Regions from separate parts of the Mus musculus genome. Here region 2 is linked to region 1. Evidence: chromatin contacts called from public Hi-C data. All regions are on one chromosome and are shown on one strand. Each heading gives the region's core, a stretch centred on a gene start, on an enhancer-like site or on the middle of the called end of the contact. The rest is flanking DNA. Distances are from core to core; before and after follow the strand shown.

What was found. Hi-C and Micro-C count contacts between places; a contact is called where the count stands out from the background.
Region 2: a Hi-C map of bone marrow-derived macrophages shows a contact between it and region 1, with 18 read pairs. The contact joins two enhancer-like sites. A contact is called at or near these places in 2 of 15 datasets of contacts at CTCF or cohesin (large pre-B cells and pro-B cells), 8 of 484 Hi-C or Micro-C datasets (B cells, CD8 T cells, bone marrow-derived macrophages and 4 more) and 2 of 115 datasets of contacts at active chromatin or transcription factors (epiblast stem cells and large pre-B cells).

What each region holds. Positions count from the first base shown.
Region 1 is chr16:10,565,857-10,572,749 of GRCm38.p6, forward strand. Clec16a (C-type lectin domain family 16, member A) reads left to right here. Exons shown (of 23, transcript NM_001204229.1): 4 at 2,526-2,674; 5 at 5,638-5,743. Among named protein-coding and RNA genes, the nearest start is that of Clec16a, 24 kb to the left of the region's middle. Within about 2 kb of position 4,190, at least 39 of the 459 cell types and tissues checked have an H3K27ac peak or open chromatin away from gene starts, as enhancers often do. A contact at or near this core is called in bone marrow-derived macrophages, where this site is marked.
Region 2 is chr16:11,089,679-11,096,152 of GRCm38.p6, forward strand. It overlaps Txndc11 (thioredoxin domain containing 11), which reads right to left. Exons shown (of 12, transcript NM_029582.2): 6 at 4,138-4,250; 7 at 1,908-2,108. Among named protein-coding and RNA genes, the nearest start is that of Snn, 27 kb to the left of the region's middle. Within about 2 kb of position 3,058, at least 50 of the 459 cell types and tissues checked have an H3K27ac peak or open chromatin away from gene starts, as enhancers often do. A contact at or near this core is called in bone marrow-derived macrophages, where this site is marked.

The sequences.
Region 1 (6,893 bases), core at 2,940-5,439:
GTTCTGAGGCCATTGGGACAATTCCAAAGTCTTGACCTTTAATATGGGGTCTTTGGAGTTTTATCTTGGTGACCCTTTTGAAATCCATTTAGGGCTAGGATTAACAGTACGTCCTTTGAAAGTTTTAGCTTCTTGGTGAAGTACCTTGAAGATCTGATGTAAATCCTTTGAGGTGGCCTCTGCTGTGCAGCTGACATGTACATCACCTTTCAGAACTTCCTGTCTGAGGATTTCAGACCTCTAGGTCGGAGCCATTAGCTGTCATCACGGGTCACCAATCTGTAATGGAGAACTTAGCTGCCTCACAGGGCTCTTGTGACCTTTATTCCAGTCTCCCCACTTCTCCAGACATGGCTCCTGATGACCCTCTCTGCCCTCTGCATTGGTGCTATTTCAGATTCGATACAAAAGTGATCCGACATGTGCATGGCTCTAAAAGGAAGTGGGAGCAGTGTGGGAGCTGCCTGCAAAGCCCAGCAGACACACACCTTTGGCTTTCAGGACAGTTTATTAAAAGTAGCTTTTGAGGCAGTGTTCTCTTTGTAGTGTAGTTTGGCCTCAAACTCTCAGTCTTCCTGCCTCAGCTTCCAAAGTGCTGGGATTAAAGGCATGGGCCACAACACCCAGCTCTGCTTCAGTCTCTGAGTGCCACCATCACAGTATATGTATGCCATATGCCCTGCTGCTTTTATTTTTACTTTTTAGTTTTAGTGGGGGAGTCATTGTAAAACAGCATAACATAGTCACAGAAGTGCAGTCAGGTGCCTGTAGCCTCCCACCCTGCACCCAGCCATGCAGGCCGTCCTACTCACTCTGCTGTTCCTGCATGTGACTCGCCCTGATCTATATTGTTATTAAATGAACCTGACTGTGGGCATCTAGGTGCTTTCCAGGTTCTCACTATTACGCTATTACAGGGAGGCATTGCACAGATGCTACTGTTGCCTCTTTGTTTGGTGACCTAAGTAACAGAGGCCCAAGAGACTGAGATTACTTACTGACTCCCAGGTTTATTATAACAGAATACCACAGAATGTCAGCCACAGTGAGGGGGTAGTAGAAAAATCCCAGCCACACAGTGGGCCCCTTTACTGATCCCTAACCCCCCACAGAACCTTGTAGAGGACTTAAAAAAGCCCCTGTGAGGAGCAGATGAACCTTGTGGCTGTCTCAGGTGTAGAATGTAGCCAGACTTTCTTCACACACCTTAAGCTGCTAGCTTTTGTGCCATTTGTGGCCCAGAAGCAACTGGCCTATAAATACAGAACTTACTGAGATGTCCTAATTTCCTCCTCCTGTTCCCATTGCCAGATCACAAGTGTTCCAGTTGTCAGAAGCACCTAAGTATTATGTTACATGGTAAATCACAGGTGGATAAGTAAGTTGGGGACAGTTTTAACAGCAAAGAGGGGGAGGTAGTGTGGCTATGACAACATTCAGACGCAGTGATGAGAGAGACCAGACACTGACAGCCTCATCCTGTTTCTATGACAACACTCAGATGCAGTGATGAGTGCGAGGCCAGACACTGATACCCTCATCCTGTCTGGCTCCTCTGTGTAAGGTTCACAAGCAGGTGCACAAGTCTATAGAGATGGGGTTGGAGTGGTTCCCTGCCTTGAGAGAAGATGCTGACAGGGCAGGGGTATGAACAAGCTTCCGAAGGAACTGCAGATACACCGGGCCTTAACTGAGTGGGGCCTGCACAGCATACATCTGTATCTATGTCCCATAAGCAGACACCTGAGGCTCACATGCTTGAGTGTTAAATGTGTGTGTGCAGGAGCTTGAGGTTCTATACAGTGCCATTTCCACATATAGCAAGCTTACCTGGAGCACTTGTGACCATGACTTACTTAACAATGTATTCAAGATTTTTAGGGCCCCACCCACTCTCCTGGCCTCTCTTGGAGCTGGCCCCAAGAGCTGCCTCAGGTATCAGAGACACGAGGGCAGTCTGGCTGCATTATCTTTCACCATGATGATCTCTAGGGTTGGTTTAGCTGATCTTGCTGGCTAGGTTCGTTCACTATCTTGGGTGTATTCCTTCATAAGGTATATGCTCTGTTGACATTGCCAACCTCCCCGACAGAGGTCAGAGGTGTGAGTAGTGCTGTTCCCCTTAGAACCAGGTTAGTGTTGGGTAGTTAGGACCTGAGGTGGTTAACCTGATGCTAGACACATGGTGGGGATAAAGGGACTCTTATGAGATTGTCAGTAGATAGAGATTAGAGACACATGCAGCCCTTTCTGGCATTCTGGCATGGTAATGTCTTCTGATGGCCATGTGGGCTAGCAGTGAACAGAAAACATGCTTGAGTCTGTCTCTTTGGGTTCACAAAGGAGGCCACAGGCTTCTCCCTGGAAGGGCTGGTGGGCCTGCGTAGTGTGTGGTTTCTTAGACAGGTAAAGGTTAAGCCGCTCTTTGTTGCTCACTGGTTGAGTTGTGCTTGTTACTCGGCGGCCTGTGCTGGCATTTCCTCCAGCCCGAGCTCACCGGTTGCACTTTGTGTTCTCTCTCCTAGATTATTTGCTGTCTAATAACTATGTAAACTCGATCATTGTCCATAAATTTGACTTTTCCGACGAGGAGATCATGGCGTATTACATATCGTTCCTGAAAACGCTTTCATTAAAGCTCAACAACCACACTGTCCATTTCTTTTACAATGAGGTGAGTGGCGCCCAGCAAGTGTATGTGTCAAGCTAGTCCAAGCGTGGAGGCCTTTGCTCTACAAAGCACTTTCCTAAGCACAGACTTTGGCATACTTAAATAAAATTTTTTGTTTTAAAATATGTGGTGTGTGTGTGTGTGTGTGTGTGTGTGTGCGTGTGCGTGCACAGGGGCATGTGTTCAAGTGTGTACATGTGTGTTCTGGGTTTGTGGGGCCAAGCAAGGGCTATAAAATTCCTACTTTGTCCCTCTCTGGTTTGTTCTTTTGGATCTCTTCCTGGACCAGGAGCTTGTTTGCATTTTGCAGGTAGGCTGGCAGCCAGCAAACCTCGTTTGCCTCCATGGTGGGGTTAGAGGCATGCCAGGCCAGGCCAGGCTTGTTAGGTGAGTGCTGGGACTGGCATTCTGGTCCTCAGAACTGGTTAGGAGGCGTTTTCAACCGCTGAATCCCACAAACTTTTTTCTTTTTTCTTCTTTTCCTTTTGATTTTTGAGACAGGGTTTCTCTGTGTAACCTCTGCTGTCTAGGCACTCATGCTGTAGACCAGGCTGGCCTCAAACTCATGGAGAACCACCTGCCCCTGTTCCCGAGTGCTGGGACTAAAGGTGTGCACCACCACACCTGACACAAACTTTTTTCTTTAATTGAACAAATTTTCTTGCTATTTTAATGTAAACTTCAGGTTAACTTGGCAGGGAGGAAAATGTCCAGAGGTTACCTTGTTGGAAACAGCAGAAACTCCATTTAGGTACAGCTTTTCTGCTCCTTGCAGTGTGACAAGAGAACTTCCAGGCCTCTCTGAGCCCCCTCCTTTGAGAAATGAGGTGAAACTATATACCTGGCTCTGGGTTTCAGGGACTCACTAGATGAGATTCCATCTTCAGAGTTGTGAGAAGTGATAAACTGGCACAGCTGTCCTTGAGGGGTCAGGTCCCTCACAGTCCTGGGAGAGCTACTCTTATAGCGCCAAGGAGCTTGAGATTAAGGTCAGTTTAGCTCACATGCTTAAAGTACAAATGGCAGCTGCGCTCTGCCTCACTGTAGGAAGGGCCCAGGGTTTTCCAGCTTCCTGCTCAGTAACTGCAGCTGGCATCTGCTCAAGGCTTGGTTCCATGTGGCCGTGTGATTGCCGATGCTCCAGATATCACTCAATCACATGCTGTTGTCAGAATTTCTGATACCATTTCCTCTCTCGTATCCCTTCTGAGAGAACTTTCTCAGAAAAGTCTGAGAATTCGCCCTCAGACTTCTCCCCATGTCCCACTGATTAGAGTTGCACCAGTCTCTTCAGTGTGTTGGACTTCAGGCTTGGCTGACTAGAGCTATTTTACTCAGTGCCCCAAGAGGCTGATGTCCTCTGGAGGCTGGAATGTGGCTGGAGGGTCTGCTTCACTGTCGTGGTGGTTAGCTGAATCTGGTTGTGCGTGGGAGACCACAGCTCCTGTTCAGGGGCCTCTTCCCAGGGCTGACCAGCATCCTTCCAGCCAACTTCCCTAGAGTGAGTCACCCAGCAGACCACGGTAAGCAGTGATGCCATCCATGCCAGCCTCGTGCCACTCACACTCACTCACTCACATACACTTACTCCTAGCATACTCTTTGGTCACACAGGCATGATCTGCCTCTGTGGGCGGATCCAGCATGAGTGTGACACAGGTGGTGAACATGTTTGGGGACTGCCTTGGAAGCTAGATGTCATACAGCCAGCTGCATGTCATTTGTGTGGCAGATATCACCTGAGTGGTTGTCCCACATGCTCAAAGCCTGTTTTTGAAGTCAGACCACAATCCCAAACTTTCTGAGTTTGGGCAAAAACCATCAACTCTTGTTGTATGGCAACAGTGAACCTTGATTTTCATGATTCATTAGTCTCTCAGAAGAAAATGCTAGCCAAGGGCCAAAAACATGAATGCACTTGAGAAAATAACATGATAGACTCCTGTCCCTGCCACATAGTAGGTGCTTGATAAACATGTCCAGGGAACAGCTTTCACCCAAAGGCTCTCCCATGTGGAAGAAAACCCAGACCAGAGTGAGGGACAGAGTATTTTTTGCTCAGGTGCCTTCTGAGTCGTAGTGGGAGGGCAGAAGTCATGGGTCTGGAAGAGCTGGACATCCCAGAAGCCTTGAGGATTTTTTGGTTTTTGTCTGTGTTTGTCTGAGCCAGATTAGTAGTTTCCACTTTTTAGATTCATACTTGATTGCTGGTCCTCAAAATGGAATTGCCCTTATAATTGCCCTGTTGTTATTTTGTGTATCCTGCTCCATTCCAGGAAGGGCTAGCTTAGAGGATCTCTGTCTACCATCCCCTCTCCTGAGCCACTCACACAGACTGGGTCCCTGAACGATATAGGAACATTGGCCACAGGAGGACAGCAAAGTACACTGCCAGGGCATTTTTGCTCCATCCTCTCAGGCTAAGGCAGTGTGAGTCTTGTTCTGAACCATTTAATTGTTTCTCTTTGTCCCCTTTTAACAGCAGAAGACTCCTAAGACCCTCTGCCTCCCTGATAATGCTACACTTTTAGTATTTCCAAATGGAGAATGGTATAACAGCCAAGACATGCTTGAACCTACTCCAACTTGGTCTTTAATCAACCAGGTCTGACGTAAATAACTAGCACTATTCTCCATGCACTGTAGATGCCAAGGACTAGGCAGAGCACTGGACCAGAAATGACCTCATTTCGTCCCAGAGGCCAGAGAGTGTGTGCTAGTACCCCAGTTTTATAGGTGAAGAAGTGGACTCAGAAATACCTCCTCATACAGCTGAACATGTAGGCCAGGTCAGACATTCTGTGTACATTTTCTCTTCCCTGGCTTCCTCACCTCCCATCATGGTGACATCTGGTGTGTTTTACTTTGGTTTTGTTCTGTTTTATCACAGTCTGACACATTTCAGAAAGCTTTGGGAGCAGGTCTGTCTTTGGATTTGTAACTTTTGGAACCATTTTTTGTTTTAGCACACCAATGACTTTGCCCTGTACACAGAAGCCATCAAGTTCTTCAATCATCCCGAAAGCATGGTTCGAATTGCCGTGAGAACCATCACTTTGAATGTCTACAAAGGTAAGTTTCCTCGTGCACTTGGGCTTCAGGTCGTAAGCCAAGTGCTGGCTCCCAAGCTCACAAACACAGTTCCAAGTTACTGGAGACCTTGCCTAGTATGAGCAGTGGCTGCTTGTCTGACAGAGATTTGCAGGCATATCACTGTTCCTTGTGGAAATCTTTGAGCTGTATACTCTAGCATTGTTCCCTGCTGCTGCCCCACCTTAGTCTATCCCAAGAAGTCTTTGAGGGGTTGGAGTGGCCATAAGCTAATTAGATAAAGCAAAACTGTCTTGAAAATTTTAGCTTTAAATTTTTGTGTTTTGGCTTATAAAATACGCTGTTACAGTTATTTGTTTTATAGTTTATCTTTAAATATGCATGAGAGCATTTCACATCACAAGCAGCAGGAGGCAGTATTGTATTCCCAGCCAGCCACCAAGGCCAGTATTAACAACAGTCCTTCCTTTCTCTCAGATGTATGTAATGCTCCATCCTGTGTCCAGTGGAGAGTCTTTCCACAAGGCCTGCCGGTGCTGGCACACAGGCTGCCTGCCTGCCTGCAAGGTTTTGGAGCTGGAACTGGCCCTCTTAAGACAATTCCTAAAGGCTAATTAATTTCCTTGTGGAAACCACAGTGAAGCTGGGCCTCTAGTTTCTTGGCCATTCAAGGGCTTTGACTTTCATGAGTCAAGGTGGTATTACTTGAGATGCAATACCAGTTGAGGGCCAGGGAAGGTCACCTTAAATTTAATTTAAGAGCTTTTTCTCAGAGCCTAATTTGGTCCAGCCAGAGATTGCAAAATGAGAGCCTGTAGACACAAACCATCCCTCAGACACATTTCAGTTGGCTCAGATGGAAAAAAAAATATACAGAACATCCAGGAATACCTTGTCTCTAAAAAGAAAGTGTGCGTGTGTGTTTGCTTTAAAATATAAAAATTTGGAGTTTTTACACTGTGCATTTCTGACTTGAAGATGTGCATTTGGGTATTCAGGGCCCACACTCCCATGGGGAATTAAGTGGTCAAAGGCTGAGAAGCAATCGTTGCTAGGGCTCCAACCCCCTAATTTGCTCTCCCAGCCTTCAGACTTGGTTCGCTGTGCAGCCATTGACCTGGCAGACTTCTGAGTTTGCAGCCTTGGCCATGCATAGTTGGTTCCACTGTCC
Region 2 (6,474 bases), core at 1,808-4,307, 520 kb after region 1:
ACTACTCAGAGTAGAAAACAAGTCAAAGGGGTTTTGGAGGCGGAGACAAGTGCTTCCTTTAGCATGTTGCATAATATACAGCATGGTGTCTCAAGAATGCTCTTAGGGACATGAGGGGCTGGTGTTCCTGGTGTCAAGATGTATGTTTTCTTTGTGTGTACACATGCAGGATGGAGTGTGCATTCGTGGAGAACATGTGTAAGGCAGCTGGCACTCCTAGGCTTGGTGTAGCCACCACCTGGTCACTTCTGGACTACACAAAGCCTACAACTGTTACTAGCATCCTTGCCTAGTATGCCCTCAGGTGTGTAAGTGCTTTTAAGTGTCTGCCCAGACCTAGGCCCACAATGGCAATGGAAAACAAAGCTACCTGAGTTCCCTCCTTACCCGGTGTGCCTGCTTCCTTCTAAGCCTCTCCTGCCCTCTTCTTCCACTTCCTGACCCTGGCCTAGCTGAGCCTGACTGTCCTCTGCCTGAGTTATAAGCAGATTCTTGATTCTAGATTAGACCATCTTCTGAGACCAGATGCCAGTGTTTGCCACATACTTCCTCTCCCATGAGCTCCCAGTACTCAATGAACACTGGCCAGGCTGACCTGTCACGTGGAGGGAAAGTGCTGAGCAGATGCTGCTTGTCGCAGAAATGCATAATATTAAGGACCATACCAGCCATATGTGGAGGGGAGGTGACAGACTCCACCTACCTCAGAGCACCCATAAGAGCTTGGGGAATGGAGTCACAGGTGAAACTGAATTTTTTTTTTTTAAAGCCTGTTAGTAGATTATAGAAACAGAAGGTGTAGGGACATGATCATCTGAGAACATGAGGCTAGAAGCAAAGCCTCCCTTTGGTGCCAAATTTAACCTCAGCCCTCTGAAGTGAGGGACTAGACTCCTGCCAACATTGCCCTGCACCCTGCATGCTCAAGTCAAGTCACGTCTCAAAAGTTAAAGTAAAAACCTCCAAAGACCTTGTCAACTCTTAATCTAGATGGTACAGAGGCCTGGGCATGGAAAGAGCTTCTTGGACCATAAAGCATTCATGCAGTGCACACTTTGTAAAGAATGGAGCCTTGAGTCCCACTTCAGTTCAGTGGGAGGAACAGAGCCGCTTCACTTCTCTCTACTTTTCCTTTAAAGCCAGGCTGTGCAGCCATTAGAAAGCTCCCAGTCGGGATGGCAACTTGAAACAAATGCTGGAGAACAGCATGGCGAGCCTGGCTAGTGACTTCCTCCCCAGCTTCCAGAGCAGTGCTGAGAGGCCCAGGGACAGGCACTGTCTGCTTCGCCTGGGCTGTGTTACAGTGATTCAGATTATAGTTTGGGCCAATTAAGGGATCCTTGAAGGAAAGAAAAAAAAGCCTAGTAAATCCAATTTAGCAATCCCAGGCTCTCTGCTGATTGCTATTGCTCCCTCTAAGTGCCTCCAAATGATTCACGTGTAAAATGAACTCATGTCTAGAGAGAACGGATATCCCAGAAAGCAAGGCAGGAGGGAGGGAAGACTCCAGGCAGGGCAGCTGTCTCTGGAAACCTGCCTATAAGGTTTAGAGAAAGACACACATCATCAGTGCAGCTGTGCCTGGCGAGGTCCCCAAAAGTGGCAGGCCCTAGGCTTTACCAGCTTGCCTGAGCTCCCATCGCCCCTCAACAGGAAGGTCAGTGCAGCCATCTGAAGAAGTGCTGTTTACTAGGTCTCTGGGGAAACAAGTTCATTTCCCTTCTCTGCTATTCACCCCAGACTGGAGCAACGAATAGACAAGAGAAGCTGGGGAATCCCGGTCCCAGGCAAAAGCCACTGAGCCCCAGCAACTATTCCTGATGACTCCTTGTGATGATGGATTAGTTAGTGCCCTTTAACGTGGAAGGAGATCTATTGACAGGTGTCAGAATCACTAGGCCTCTTACCTCATCTAGAAGAGGATGTCTCTCGGCTAGGGGATCAAACGGTATGAACAGGAAGAGTGCTGGTCCTTTCTTCAGCTCATTGTTCAACAGCAGACTCTTGCCTCCATGAGGCTGTAGCCATCGGAAGAGGGTCTCCTGGTTTTCTGAGGCCCACTTATAGATGTTCTCAGCTGTGAAGTTCATGACTTCCCTGGGGAAGACCTGCCAAGGACAAATATAACAGAATAATGTAGAGGTGTGTTAGACAAGGCAGAGCGAAAGACTAGTACCGCACTCCAGAGGCCGGGTCAAGCTGCACTGTAAGGGAGGAAAAGGCACCCAGAGGCCATGACTACGGGCCATAAAGCCAACACTTAGCCCACCTCTCCACACAGTCTCAACAAGTGGGCTGAAAGCCACCATGGGAGCAAGAGGTGACTTTCATATCACTGGGTTCACCTTTTGTCCCCTGAGAGACTCAACTATCCAGACACTCTCCCTGTCTTCAGGTGGCTGTAATGACCTCTAAACACCCTAAGGAGAGTTACAGAGCACCACGTGGTGTTTATAATAATCTAGGTCCATTGTCTATTGTTACAGGATGTTATATCTTAATCTTAGCTTGTCAGATTCTGTCCCAGAGGCCAGAGTGAAGCATCCACTAGGCAGAAGCTCTAAAGGCTTTGTTCGAGGTCACCCCAGCAGCTGGACACATTCCTGGCATTGAACAGGGATTCAGCAGAGTGACCTGAGTTTACACGGGCTGTAGATCACATCATGTGTAGCAGGAAAGAGACACTTGGAGGCGTTTTCCCTTTGGGTTTTGTTGTTGTTGTTTGTAATATAAAAGTACTTTTGAAAGACACTTGATATAAATCACAAGTTTCAAACAATTTCCAGAGTGGTACTTTGGAAAGTTTCACAAAATGAAGCGTTGGGAACACTAGAATGGAGACCTAAGTGACTTCACATGAATGTGCCTACTGCTTTTTAAGACTCTAACCTTCCAATAATACTTCATTTGATAAAAGATATATGCTGGTAAACACTGCCCAGAACTACTGCCCAGTTCTCCTTTTCCCCCTTACTCTTCTGCAGTGTTCTGTGCTATAAATACACGTCGGCTAAAACGATGGTGTGAGAAAATGAGAGCTAGCAAAGCAGAGGAAGTAAAAAGTGAGACAGGCACAAGGAGAGTGGGCAGGCTGTGGAGAGGCAGCCAGCAGCAATGCTCAGAGGAGGACAGTGGGGGTTTAAAACATTTCTATTTGGAAAACACAAAAATACATTTTAACAGAATATGAATACCAAGAAAAAAAGCACAATATCTGTGAGCTCTAAGAATTAGACAGATGCTAAAATGACTGGCAAGCAAGGGCAATCCCTATTGAGTTTTCGACAGCATCTAGAAAGACCTGAAGAAATCTCCACTGAAACCAAATACCAGTGATCCTGTCAGCAATGAAAACACTTCAGAGGACCATCCAGAGGGCTCAGTGGATAAAGGCACTTGCTGCCAAGTCTGACAACCTGAGTTCCATTCCTACGACATTTGTGGTAGAAGAAAATGAACTCCTACAAATTGTCCTTGGACCCGTGGCGTGTGTGAGACGAAATAAATATAATTAAAAATAAAATACTTCAGAAAATATCCTGTCAGCAACGACTATTTAAGTAGCAAGAACACAGTTGTGAAGCTCAATGCTCAGAGTGGGTGAGTGGCAGCAGGCTCAGCACAAAGGCAAAGGAAGTCAGGAGACAAAGGAGACGGTGAGAACCAGGTCCTCTGAGGTGAGAAGCTATCAGCTCCTCACTGTGTCTTGACAACAACTTCAACACTGCACTATTAGTGCAGGGATAAGCTGCTCATGCCCCTGCACGTCATACAAGAACACACGAACAATACTGCCCAGTAGACGCTCATCTCAGAGATCATGCACCTAGAGTGAGAGATCACCACTGAGTAGCCGCAGCTTCACTCAAGAAGGGCAACAACCCAGCAAAGCTATTCCAGACTCTAAAATCTAAGCAAACAGGTTCTAGACAGCACAGTTAAGAGTCCTCTAAGGCACGGATCTTAATCAGGACTAGGTTCTAGAGTGGGCTTACAGGAATTCTCAATTTGTACATGAAATCACATGTTCTTTCCGAGGGAGAGGCTCATACATTTCATCCAGTTCTTAATTGAGTCTGTGACCTACTAAGGTTAAGAACCGCTGCGCTAATACAAATGTGATTTTAAAATACTTACAAGTGATGTGTTGAAATGTCTATGTAAATACACACTTCCAGAGTGCACTAAGGATACCAGTCTCGCAAGGTGTTTATCTGTGATAACCCCAAATCGCACTGTTCCTAGGTAATCTGAAACAGAAAATGTTCCTTTATTAAATAAGAGAGGGCCCAGGCCTTACAACAACACAAACCCACTGATCCAGTCCTAATGCACCAGCCCCGAGAGCACGGCTGTTGCTTGCTAACCTGGCCTGGCCCTGGAAGGAGCAGTTGCAGAAGCTAGACCCTTCCCTCGCAGTCAGCCGGGGTGAGGAGACTGCCACATGACATCCACCTGCAGCTATCTGACTGTCCGCCTAGCCACCCTGTTTTCCTTGCTCACACAAGCCTATCTCTGGGGAGGCACACGCTGCTGTCTCTGAGCACATCCAGCTCCTCGCCTTACTCATTGTGCGCTCACTTTCCCCCACTACCTGCCTAGTATCAAGTATTCAGGGGAGGGAAGTTTTGGGGAGATGGCGGGACTTTCTTCTTACTTTGATGGTACCTGTAAGTACCTATGTTGTCTTATTCATTTATTTACATCTTACTTTATCCAAATTCCTCTTAGGAATTTAAGTTCTTATTTATTGCTGCTACCCTAGTTGGATGAAGACGACTCTAAACTTCTGACCCTCCTGCCTCCACCTTCCCAATACTTGATTAAAGGAATGTGTCCCCACAAGCAGTTTATAGGGTGCTGGGGAGCAAACCCAGGGTTTTATGCATGTTAGGCAAGCACTCTACCAACTGAGCAGCATCGCATGCCACTAACTATATGTGAAATGAGTGAATCTAGCATATACAAACAACTCACACAAATTGACAATAAAAAAAATGATTGAAATGTGCACACCACAGAAAGGGAATGGACCTGGATAATCATTACATCAAAAAGTACCCAATCTCACTCTGAGGAAAGCAAAATAATACCACTTTTGACCTTCAAACTGAGCCTGAAATGTAAGGCATGGGGAATATAGAGTATCAATGACCAGGAGAACACCGGGGGCCCTGAAATAACACAAGCAGAGATCGTAAAGTTCGACACTTGACAACAGAAGTTTGTGGCCTGCTAGCAACAAAGAAGGGACAGCACATCAGGCATGGTGGCGCACACCTTTAGTCCCAGCACTCAGGAGTCAGAGGAAAGTGGATCTCTTTGAGTTCGAGGCCAGTCTGGTCTACAAAGCAAGTTTCAGGGCAGCCAGCACTGTTACACAGAGAAACCATGTCTTAGCAAACAGAGAGGGGGAGGAGAGAGGGAGGGAGAAAAAGAGGGGGAAGAAGGGAGGAGGGAGGGAGGGAGACAGACAGAGAAGGAGAAAAAGAAAGGAGAAGAACAGAAACACCTCCAACACAGTACAACTTCTGTTTAAGGTTTAAAACAACATCTCTCATGCTTGGAAAACAGTATTCTTTCCTAATGGGCACAGGGGAGTAGAAATCTATAAAGAACCTGAAAGAGGGTGAAGAGGCATACCACATATAGTCCCAGATATTCTGAAGACTGAGGAAGAGGAATGCTTGAGCCTAGGAAGAGCTTAAGACTGAGTTGGACAAAATATGGAGACATGCCTCAAACAGAGCAAGAAGAATCTGAAAGGAGAGTAAAGTTTAGTTTGGTGTTGGGGCACAAAGAGGGTCACATCCACCCATGTGATGTTTTCATCACTAAAAATAGGTAGGTAGGTAGGTAGGTAGGTAGATAGATAGATAGATAGATAGATAGATGAATACCTAAATAGGCTTTAGTCTGCTGTGTGTGCATCTGCCATAGCATGACTGTAGAGAGTAAAGGGAAGTTCTGGGGACAGAATCCAGGTTGTTAGCTTTCCCTGCTCAGTCCTCCTTATTTTTCAGGGACCATGCATACTATAAAGTTTGAACAATTATAAAATAAAGTTCAGTGTTGAAGGGGGATGTAGAAGATAGTGTAGGGAACACTTCGTCCTTTCCCACTCTCCTTCCTTACTGTAGATGTTAAATAAGATCAGTTAAATTTCAGCTTACCAAGTAGCCAATATACAAATCTGAACAAATTCAACACATAAAGGCATCACCTTCAAAGCCTGGCACTGTGGTACACACACCTTTAATCCTAGCATTGTAGGCAGAGACAGACAGGTGTCTGTGAGTGTCTGTGAGTCTGAGGCCAGCCTGGTCTACAGAGTGAGTCCAGGCCAGCTTAAGCTGTTTCATAATAAGATCCTGTCTCAAAAATGGAAAACGTTTTCTTCAATCCCAAGTCCCACTTCCAGCACTGCCAGCCTTAACCATCAGGTGAGGAGCAGCTGACTGGAACAGTGGGATG